Linked DNA regions of Sus scrofa: region 1 is linked to region 2. The links are chromatin contacts, called in public Hi-C maps. All regions are on one chromosome and are shown on one strand. The core of a region is the stretch at or near the end of the contact, and the rest is flanking DNA. Distances in the headings are between cores, read along the strand shown. Region 1 has its middle 33 kb from the start of TIMM21. Region 2 overlaps C1H18orf63.

The links. A called contact is a pair of places that touch in the nucleus more often than the background predicts.
Region 1: a Hi-C map of fetal liver shows a contact between it and region 2, with 2.1 times the contacts expected there. The contact joins two enhancer-like sites. A contact is called at or near these places in 1 of 5 promoter capture datasets (fetal liver), 21 of 47 Hi-C or Micro-C datasets (adipocytes, alveolar macrophages, brain and 13 more) and 2 of 2 datasets of contacts at active chromatin or transcription factors (alveolar macrophages and skeletal muscle).

Annotation. Positions count from the first base shown.
Region 1 is chr1:149,820,318-149,824,662 of Sscrofa11.1, reverse strand. No RefSeq gene overlaps it. Among named protein-coding and RNA genes, the nearest start is that of TIMM21, 33 kb to the left of the region's middle. Within about 2 kb of position 3,047, at least 19 of the 83 cell types and tissues checked have an H3K27ac peak or open chromatin away from gene starts, as enhancers often do. A contact at or near this core is called in fetal liver, where this site is marked.
Region 2 is chr1:149,686,396-149,690,805 of Sscrofa11.1, reverse strand. C1H18orf63 reads left to right here. Exons shown (of 15, transcript XM_013993265.2): 13 at 1,874-2,890; 14 at 3,086-3,175. The coding sequence ends at 3,142. Among named protein-coding and RNA genes, the nearest start is that of C1H18orf63, 37 kb to the left of the region's middle. Within about 2 kb of position 2,000, at least 3 of the 83 cell types and tissues checked have an H3K27ac peak or open chromatin away from gene starts, as enhancers often do. A contact at or near this core is called in fetal liver, where this site is marked.

The DNA.
Region 1 (4,345 bases), core at 1,798-4,297, 130 kb before region 2:
TCGCCTTGTATTACCTGCCAGCACCTGTAGATGTTGGCAAACCATGACAACACCCCAACCTCCACCATTCGGAAAGGATTCATTTTCTATGGTTGCCATAACAAATTTCCACAAACCTAATGACTTAAAACAGCACAGATCTATTATCTGACATTCTGTGGGTCATCAGTCCAACATGGTTCTTACCTGGTGAACATCAGGTGTCAGCAGGGCCATGATCCTTCCTGTGGGCTCTAGGGAGAAGCTGTTCTCTTGCTCATTTGATTGTAGGCAAATTCAATTCCTTGAGGTTGTAGGACGAAAGTCACTCTTTTTTACTGCTTGTCATTGGGAGCCATTCCCAGCTTAGTCTAGGGGCCTCTCCCATCCCATGACTGACTCCTGGTCCCCATCCTCCGTCTTCAAATTCAGCATTAATGGAGTGGGCCTCATCCCTCTCTCACCCCAATCTCTCCTCTGTCCCACCCAGCCTGCAAGGATTCTTCACGCTTAAGTTCCCACCTGATGAGCTTCGCCCAATGTCATGCGGCTAGTAAGTAGCAGCATCTGGTGAAACCCAGGTGTCTCAGCTTCAGAGGTGGGCCCTCAGCCACTCGAAGACATTGCTTCTTAACAAAAGCCAGCAATGAGAAAGCAGTGCCTAGCCGAGCCGCACTGGAGGCTGACAGGGAAAGAAAAATCAGTTCTACTGTCCCTGTCTTTACCTAACACATTGACATTTTATTTGTCATGGGTATTTTGCATTAATTTTGAGTTTCAAAATATTTCATTAAAATGTTATCTTGATTACTGCGTTTGTGGCACACATATCCCCAAAAGTGTGTGCTGTAGGTAAGGGCCTCCCCCTCCTCACCTCCTCCCTGGGCCCTAAGGGAAAGGAACACACTGCTGATTGCCCTTTGTGAACACAAGTACACTGACAGCTTTCCCAGATCCAGAATGATTAACCGCTTAAAAAGAGCAATTTCACATAATGGAAATTGGGAAATGGAAACAAAGCTGTCCGTCTATAATATTCTGAAACATACAGCGCAATGACTGTTACCCTTATCTTTCCAGTCGGCCCAGCGCAGACGTGAGAAAAGCAGGTAGAGAAGACAGGACTCACTTCCCTCTGTATTGGGCTGTGTTTAACTTTCAGGAAGTGGCACCAATATGCTCAGAATTCTATTTGCTCAAAAGAGGTTACTCTAGCTTTTGCTTCCCAGGCACCTAAGACTTTAGGGTCTTTGTTTCTTAGTTTTTTAAACAGAGGGAGGGTAACAGGGAGTCCCATAAAAGGCCAAGCTCCTGTTGAAGTAGATCACACCTTTGCTGCTGGAAAATTTTGGCTTCCTGGGTTCTGTTCTGCCCCACTTCTCTCTGATCAGTCATCTTAAGGGAGGTTTCCTGAGACCAGAACGGATGCTTTGACCCTTTGCGGCCACCAGAGGGCCACGGACACCCGCTAAAATGAATTTCAGTTCATGAAATTCAGTAAATTGGTACTTAACCCTATAAAGGCATTCTGTTAAGGCAATTGTTTCTTTACATAGTCTTTTAAAGATTTGGTCTCTTTAGTATTCATTCTATATATAGTATTCATTTCAATCGCAAGATCCCCTAGGAAATCCAATTAAATTTAAAGTACAAAGTTATTCACACAGCTTCCATGAATTCAGCAGATATTTAAACGCTGCAGCGTGTATTCTGTAAAAGTCTGTGCTGGACATTGAGGCCACTAAGCTGAGCAAGAGTTAATCCTTGTCTTCAAGAATAGATGAGGAGTTCCCGTCGTGGTGCAGTGGTTAACGAATCCGACTAGGAACCATGAGGTTGTGGGTTCGATCCCTGCCCTTGCTCAGTGGGTTGACGATCCGGCGTTGCCGTGAGCTGTGGTGTAGGTTGCAGACGCGGCTCGGATCCCACGTTGCTGTGGCTCTGGCATAGGCCGGTGGCTACATCTCCCATTCGACCCCTAGCCTGGGAACCTCCATAGCCGCTGGAGCAGCCCAAGAAATAGCAAAAAGACAAAAAAAAAAAAAAGAATAGATGAGGAGTTCCCATCGTGGCACAGCGGAAACGAATCCTACTAGGAACCATGAGGTTGCGGGTTCGATCCCTGGCTTTGCTCCGGGGGTTAAGGATCCGGCATTGCCTACACCTCCAGTGTAGGTCACAGATGCGTCTCCGATATGGCGTGGCTGTGGCTGTGGTGTAGGCCGGCAGCTGTAGCTCCAATTGGACCCCTAGCCTGGGAACCTCTATATGCCCCAGTGTGGCCCTAAGAAGCCAAAAAAAGAAAAGAAAAGAAAAGGAAAGAAAGAGAGAGAGAGAGAGAGAAAGAAGAGATGACTTAGAATAGTAAGAAAGAAAGAAAGAAAGAAAGAAAAGAAAGAAAGAAAGAAAGAAAGAAGAAAGAAATAGATGACTTAGAATAGTAAAAAATTCACAGTGGGAGTGTGAACTATGACCCGATATAAAACAGCAGGCCATTTCTTGTTCGGAGTGAGGCAACCTGTACACTATTGTTGTGTTTATTACTTGAGAGTTAGGGGTGATTTTCTTGTGTTTATTGCTTGAGAGTTAGGGATTCCAAAATCACCCCCACACTCTCTCAAGAGATTTGTTCACCATTGGAATTTATTACAGAAAACAAACAAATGAAAAACCAGGGTCATCCCAAGACCTGACCGCACTAGAGAGCTAAAGGAACCTATCAAACACTGTAAGAAACTTCACTTTGTGAAACCCTTTAAAAGTTATTTTTAATTTTAGAAAAGGCAAAAACAAAATATATTTTCTCCAAAAGCCATGCCATGTAGTCTGACGGGGACCCTCCCTCTGCTCCTGCTTTAAGAAGCCAGAGGGATCCGGTCAGGCTGGTGTCATGGTATGTGTCCTGTGTGGTGAAGGAGACATGTCTTCTCTTCTCTTTGGCACAACAAGGAGGTGACAGAATCATTAAATGAAATGTTTGCTAGTCCAAAAGTCAGGATGCTGCCCTTCGTCCCCCTGCCCTGGGCCCCAAGCCAGCTCAGATCAGAGAGCAGACATGGGACTTCTGAGCCCAGAGGCCTTGGTTCAGCCGCTCTGACCTGGGAGCTCCCAGGACAGTAAACCCAGGGCAGAGTCACCTGGGTGCAGAGACCCATCTGGAAAACCACATCTGACCGATTGTGGCTCAATTGGTCAGAGCAGTGGGGGTACCTCCCCCAACTCCCAATCCTGGGCCAATGAGGGTTTGTAGGCAGAGGGAGAGAAGAGCAGTGGAAACACTGACAAAGCCATACAGGGGACACACAGCTGGGGTGAGAGACACACAGCTGGGGCAGGGGTCCTCCAGAACTGGTGGTTCAGGCTCCTGGAGAGATCTTCCTGGGGTAGCAGTTGCGGCTAAGTCTCCAGGCAGGAAGCACGTGACCAGAATAGGAGGTATTTGCGGACACTAAGCACAAGAGGGACCTAAGGTGAGAAAGGACAGGACACACTGACTGAGGGCACCCCAAAGGAAGGCCAGCGTGAGGACACAGTCCAGCTCTGTGAGCCACCTCTGGGCCTGGGGAGCAGGGCCTGGGGATACGTTCACTTAGATAAGCAGGCAGCTCCAGAGCTCAGATAGCAGTGGTGCACAAGCTGCAGACACAAAGGGCCACCTCCCCCACCCCACCCTGAACTCAGCGCAGCTGTGGGGCCCAGAGGCCTGGGGGTTGGGCTGTGGCCTGGGGGTTGGGCTGTGGCCCAGGTGGCTCAGCTGAGGGAGCTGACCTGGCCACAGTGACTGGCTCGGCCTGGCAGGAAGTGGATGCTAGAGACCTGCAAACACCACTGTAGGTGCTTAGATGGAGCCGGAGAGTCTACCCGAGTGGAGAGTGTGGACAGAAGGGAGGCCCAGGTGCCATATGTTGTGTGTGGGTGGGCAGGAAAGGGTCTCTCTGGCCATGACACAGAGGATGAGCTGAAACTGGAAGCTCCTTAAAGGTGAGATCCACATGTTGTCATTTTTGTGTCCCTTGTACACAGCTGCATAAAGGGGAAACGTGAGGCCGCCCTTCCAGCTGGGTCAGGAGGAGGCAGTGGACACAGCAGCAAAGGTCCAGGAGAATGGCAGGGGCTCGGCTGGGGCCATCGTGGAGATTTGCCACCAAGAGAGGATGAGTTCGAGGAGTACAATCAACAGGATCTGGTTTCTGAATGGCCAGGAGGGTTGAGGTGGAAATGTCAGCAGACCTTTGAACTCAGATAACACGCAGGTTGCCAAAGAGGAGTCTGGAGAACATCAAAGGCGAGGGGTTGGGAAAAGGCAATGTGAAGTAATACAAAGTCTGAGAATAATAAATGTAAGTGCACATCCAATGTGGGTCCT
Region 2 (4,410 bases), core at 751-3,250:
GAACACCAGTCCACCGTATCCATCACATCCATTACAGAGTCACAGCTGAGCAATGGAGGGGAGAAGGGAGGCATTAACTTCTTGACCCAGATTGGTCTAAGATTGCTGGTCTCATATGGTATCTTGACACAGATGGTGTGCAAGATTTTCTTCTAGCTCCCTTGTGCATATAGTCTTTTTTTTTAATTTTTTTTTATTACTCAAATGAATTTATCACATCTATAGTTGTGTGGATATAGTCTTAAGAAGAAGAATTCCATCCCCTCAGTCTCTCCAGAGCTACGCTGTTAGCAGGTTTCAAGTTGTGAATCTGTGTGTTTTTTATGTTGGAGTATGAGGAAAGAATCTGTGTTCAGTGTTTCAAGTTATTGTCACAGGTCACTCTTTTACAGACACTAAGACTTAATAGTATTAACTGTATTTTAAAGGACTATAAATGCGTCCCAGCAACAGATGAATAGATAAGTATGGCACACACATACAATGGAATGTCATTCAGCCATAAAAATAAAAGAAATTCTGACAAATGCTACAACATGGATAAGCCTTGAAAAGCTAAATGAAAAGGATAAATATTGTGATTCCACTTATATGGAGTACTTAGAGTGGGCAAAATCATAGAGACGAAAGTAGTATAGAGTTTACCAGAGCTATGAGGAGAAAAAAATGGAGTTATTGCTTAAAGACTACAAAGTTTCTATTAGGATAAAGAAAAAGTTTTGGAAATAGATAGTGGTGATGGTTACACAACAACAGTACAATGGGCATTGTACTTAATGCCACTAAATTGTAAGCTTAAAAATGGATAAAAAGATACATTTATGCTTTATATGTTTTTACCAAAAATTTTAAAAAAGACTACAAACGCTTGTTTCTCTTTGATGTATCTGACAAGTCAACTTGACAAATACTTGCTAAATTGCTGCCAGGTACCAGGCACTTTGGTAGGCAATGAGAATACAAAATGATTAAGACATAGTCACTGCTATAGTGTCAAAATCCTACTTATTCCGAAAGGCCTAGTATAGTTACAATCACCTTTCCATTATACTCTCTTTGAATAAGTATTTTGTTAGTAACTGTGTGAAGGATTTAAGAATGTGAAGGATGTAAGGATAAGTAACTCATGGTTCCTACCTTCAAAAAATCTAGTGTCTACCTAGGGAGGTTGAACTTACACACTAATAGTGCTACCTTGTCCTATTTTTTTTTTTTTTTTTTGTGATAAATACTAACTGGGAAGCTGAGAGGGGAAAAAATGGGGAGAAGAGGAAAAGACTTCTGAGGGAGACAGCAACATGCGCACATTTGGAAGATAATGATAGTAGTTAAGTGTAAAGTTTTTATAGTTGATTTATATAGAATTTGGAATACAACTTCATCCTAAAATATTAAAAGGATGATGTCCGAAGAAGGATACAGATCATAAGAAATAGTCACATGTCCTGGAGTTCCCATCGTGGCTCAGCAGGAGACGAATCAGGCTAGGAACACTGAGGTTGCCGGTTCGATCCCTGGCCTTATTCAGTGGGTTGAGGATCCGGCGTTGCTGTGAGCTGTGGTGTGGGTCACAGATGTGGCTCGGATCTGGCGTGGCTGTGGCTATGATGTAGGCTGGCCACTACAGCTCTGATTAGACCCCTAGCCTGGGAACATCCATATGCCTCGAGTGCAGCCCTAAAAAGACAAAAGGCAAAAAGAAAAAAAAAAATTCACAAGTCCTCAATAAAGCTCATTTGGTTTTTGTTTTTCTTTACCTGTTGTATATATTATAGTGTTACTTTATATTCTTATTCTGATGGTATTTTATATCATTGCTTTTCCATTAAGGACATTATTGCATTTTCTAAATTTCTAACCTTTATCCTTTCAGGAAAACAAAGTCAGGCCGCCCAATCTAACCACTAAACAAAAGTTCAGGTCCTCTCTGGCTCAGGCACCTTCCATAAGATCCCCCCCAGCTCAAAGTCTTCTACAGTGTTCAGTAGCCATGCACCACAAGGTGGAGCTTTCAGTCAGCCAGCCAAAGCCCTGCGTGTCCTCAGCTTTGCACCTCCAGCGAGAATCTGTTCAAAACAGAAAGAAATCCCTGTCTGACAAGGCAGCACAAGTACATTTGGAAGTACCAAAGCTCAACAGAGGAAATACTCCAATGCAAGACATAAATGTTGGCTCCCAACATAATATTGCTCCTAAATTCATACCAGTTTTCAAAAATCAACCAATACAAATGAACAAAAATATCTTAAAACCCGAGAACCTGAAAAGAAAACAGCATATTGTTATAGAACCTAAGTTGTTTTCACTCAAAACTAGTGTGATCCAGGATGACAAACTGAATTTAGATCCAGTTATAAAAAAAAGATGTAATCGCAGCATTCAGATGACTGCTAGAAATGTAAATCCAAAGACTTCTAGATCTCTGCAAGAAAAAAACACTGAGTCCTATGAAAACACTGAGTCCTATGCTTCTAGTGTAAAATCATTGCCTGTGAGTTTAAATGAAAGTAAACAACTATCTAATAGTTCAGTATTTCAGGTGTCAAATAATAATTTAGGTGTAATAAAAAGTGCTGTTGACTTCCAAGCAACTGGGAAAGAAAATTTGACAAGCAAATATAAAACACAAATCTTAAGGAAAGGCCACAATTCACTAAAAGTGAAAAGGCAACCATACATTTTTGAATCAGACACAGAAACAGAAGATCCCCAACTGCTACATCAACAAGCAGTTGATCAAACTAAAGAAGATGATGTAAGTAACCACCAATTAATAGTAAGCAGAATACCCCACAGGTCTAAAAGAGAATTATGTCAGGAATCTTCAAAAACTCCAAAGAGGCCTCATTCTAGTACTATCCGTCATGGACAATCCAGTTCTAGGAACCAGGTAAAGAAAAATTTTTTAAATTTTAATCTGGGGATATTTATCATGTGATAGACCTTTAAAACCCCCAAAATAAATATTTAAATTATTCGTCCAAGGACTTCTAGAAACACATTAAGAAAAAGATTCTATTCAAACACAACTGCAAGTATATACCCTTAATTTATAACAAAATGTGATTCTTCAATCTGGTTACAGATACGTAACTTGGACAAATCAAAACCTAAGAAATCTCTCGTCATTTCTAAAGCTTAGGACATGGATGTGAAAGAAGGAAATATCCACCAGGTAATTTAGGTGATATCTTCTGCTTTATTTTTTATTATGCTGTCCAAATTGGAATTGCCAGGTTTAGGGATCCCCAATCTTGTGTACCAAAGAATTCCTTAAAGTCTGAAAATCAGCAAGGATATAGAAAATGGCGGGGATAGTACAACCCTTGACTAAGGACTGTAAACAGCAACTGCTATATGTTGTAAGGCCTCTAAAAATGGATGAGGTAGAGAGGACCAATCACTAGCTCCCACCCACTCTGTTCTGGGGCCTTTGTAGAGAGGGCGGGGCAGCAGCAGACTGCCTAAAGATGGAAAATTCCACAGCCATTAGGACATCTACCTTTTGGACTCTCATCCAAGATAATTAACCTTAAATGGTGTCTCAGAAGCTAATCATTAAGTTAAAGTTTACTCCAAAAATTTTTGCAGTGCTGGCTAAACTTAAACTTGAGATTTAGCTGATAATGCTAAGTCTACGCCAGAGCCACAGCAATGTGGGATCCAAGCCTAGTCTGTGACCTAAACCATAGCTCACAGCAATGCTGGATCCTTAACCCACTGAGCAAGGCCAGGGATTGAACCCACATGCTCATGGATACTAGTTGGGTTTGTTACCACTGAGCCACAGTGGGAACTCCTCAATTCAAATTTTTTATGAACAATCTAGAGAATGTTTCTTCTTTTCTCCTCCAATTTTTTTCTATAATTAATAGAATTTTTAGTCTGAACCAAAAGGTACATAAGTCTATTCTTATATATTTTATAATGTTAGGTTTCATGTAGTTTTTGATGTCTTACTATATGTAGTAAGTAGGTGGTTGGGGAAAGATGTATGTTCTAGAATGCCTTAAAATTTTTTATTTTCATTTTTTTTAAATAAATGATATCTACTCTAGATTTCATATTGTTTTAGAAAGATAGCACTTTCCCACTTTGAATTACTTAAGAACCAAATGATTTTTTACAATGAAAAAATCATTCCGGGAGTTCCCGTCGTGGCACAGTGGTTAACAAATCCGACTAGGAGCCATGAGGTTGTGGGTTCATTCCCCGGCCTTGCTCAGTGGGTTAAGGATCCGACTTTGCCGTGGTCTATGGTGTGGGTCGCAGACGCGGCTCAGATCCTGAGTTGCTGTGGCTGTGGCTTAGGCCGGTGGCTACAGCTCCAATTAGACCCCTAGCCTGGGAACCTCCATATGCTGCGGGAGCAGCTCAAGAAAAGGCAAAAAGACAAAAAAAAAAAAAAAA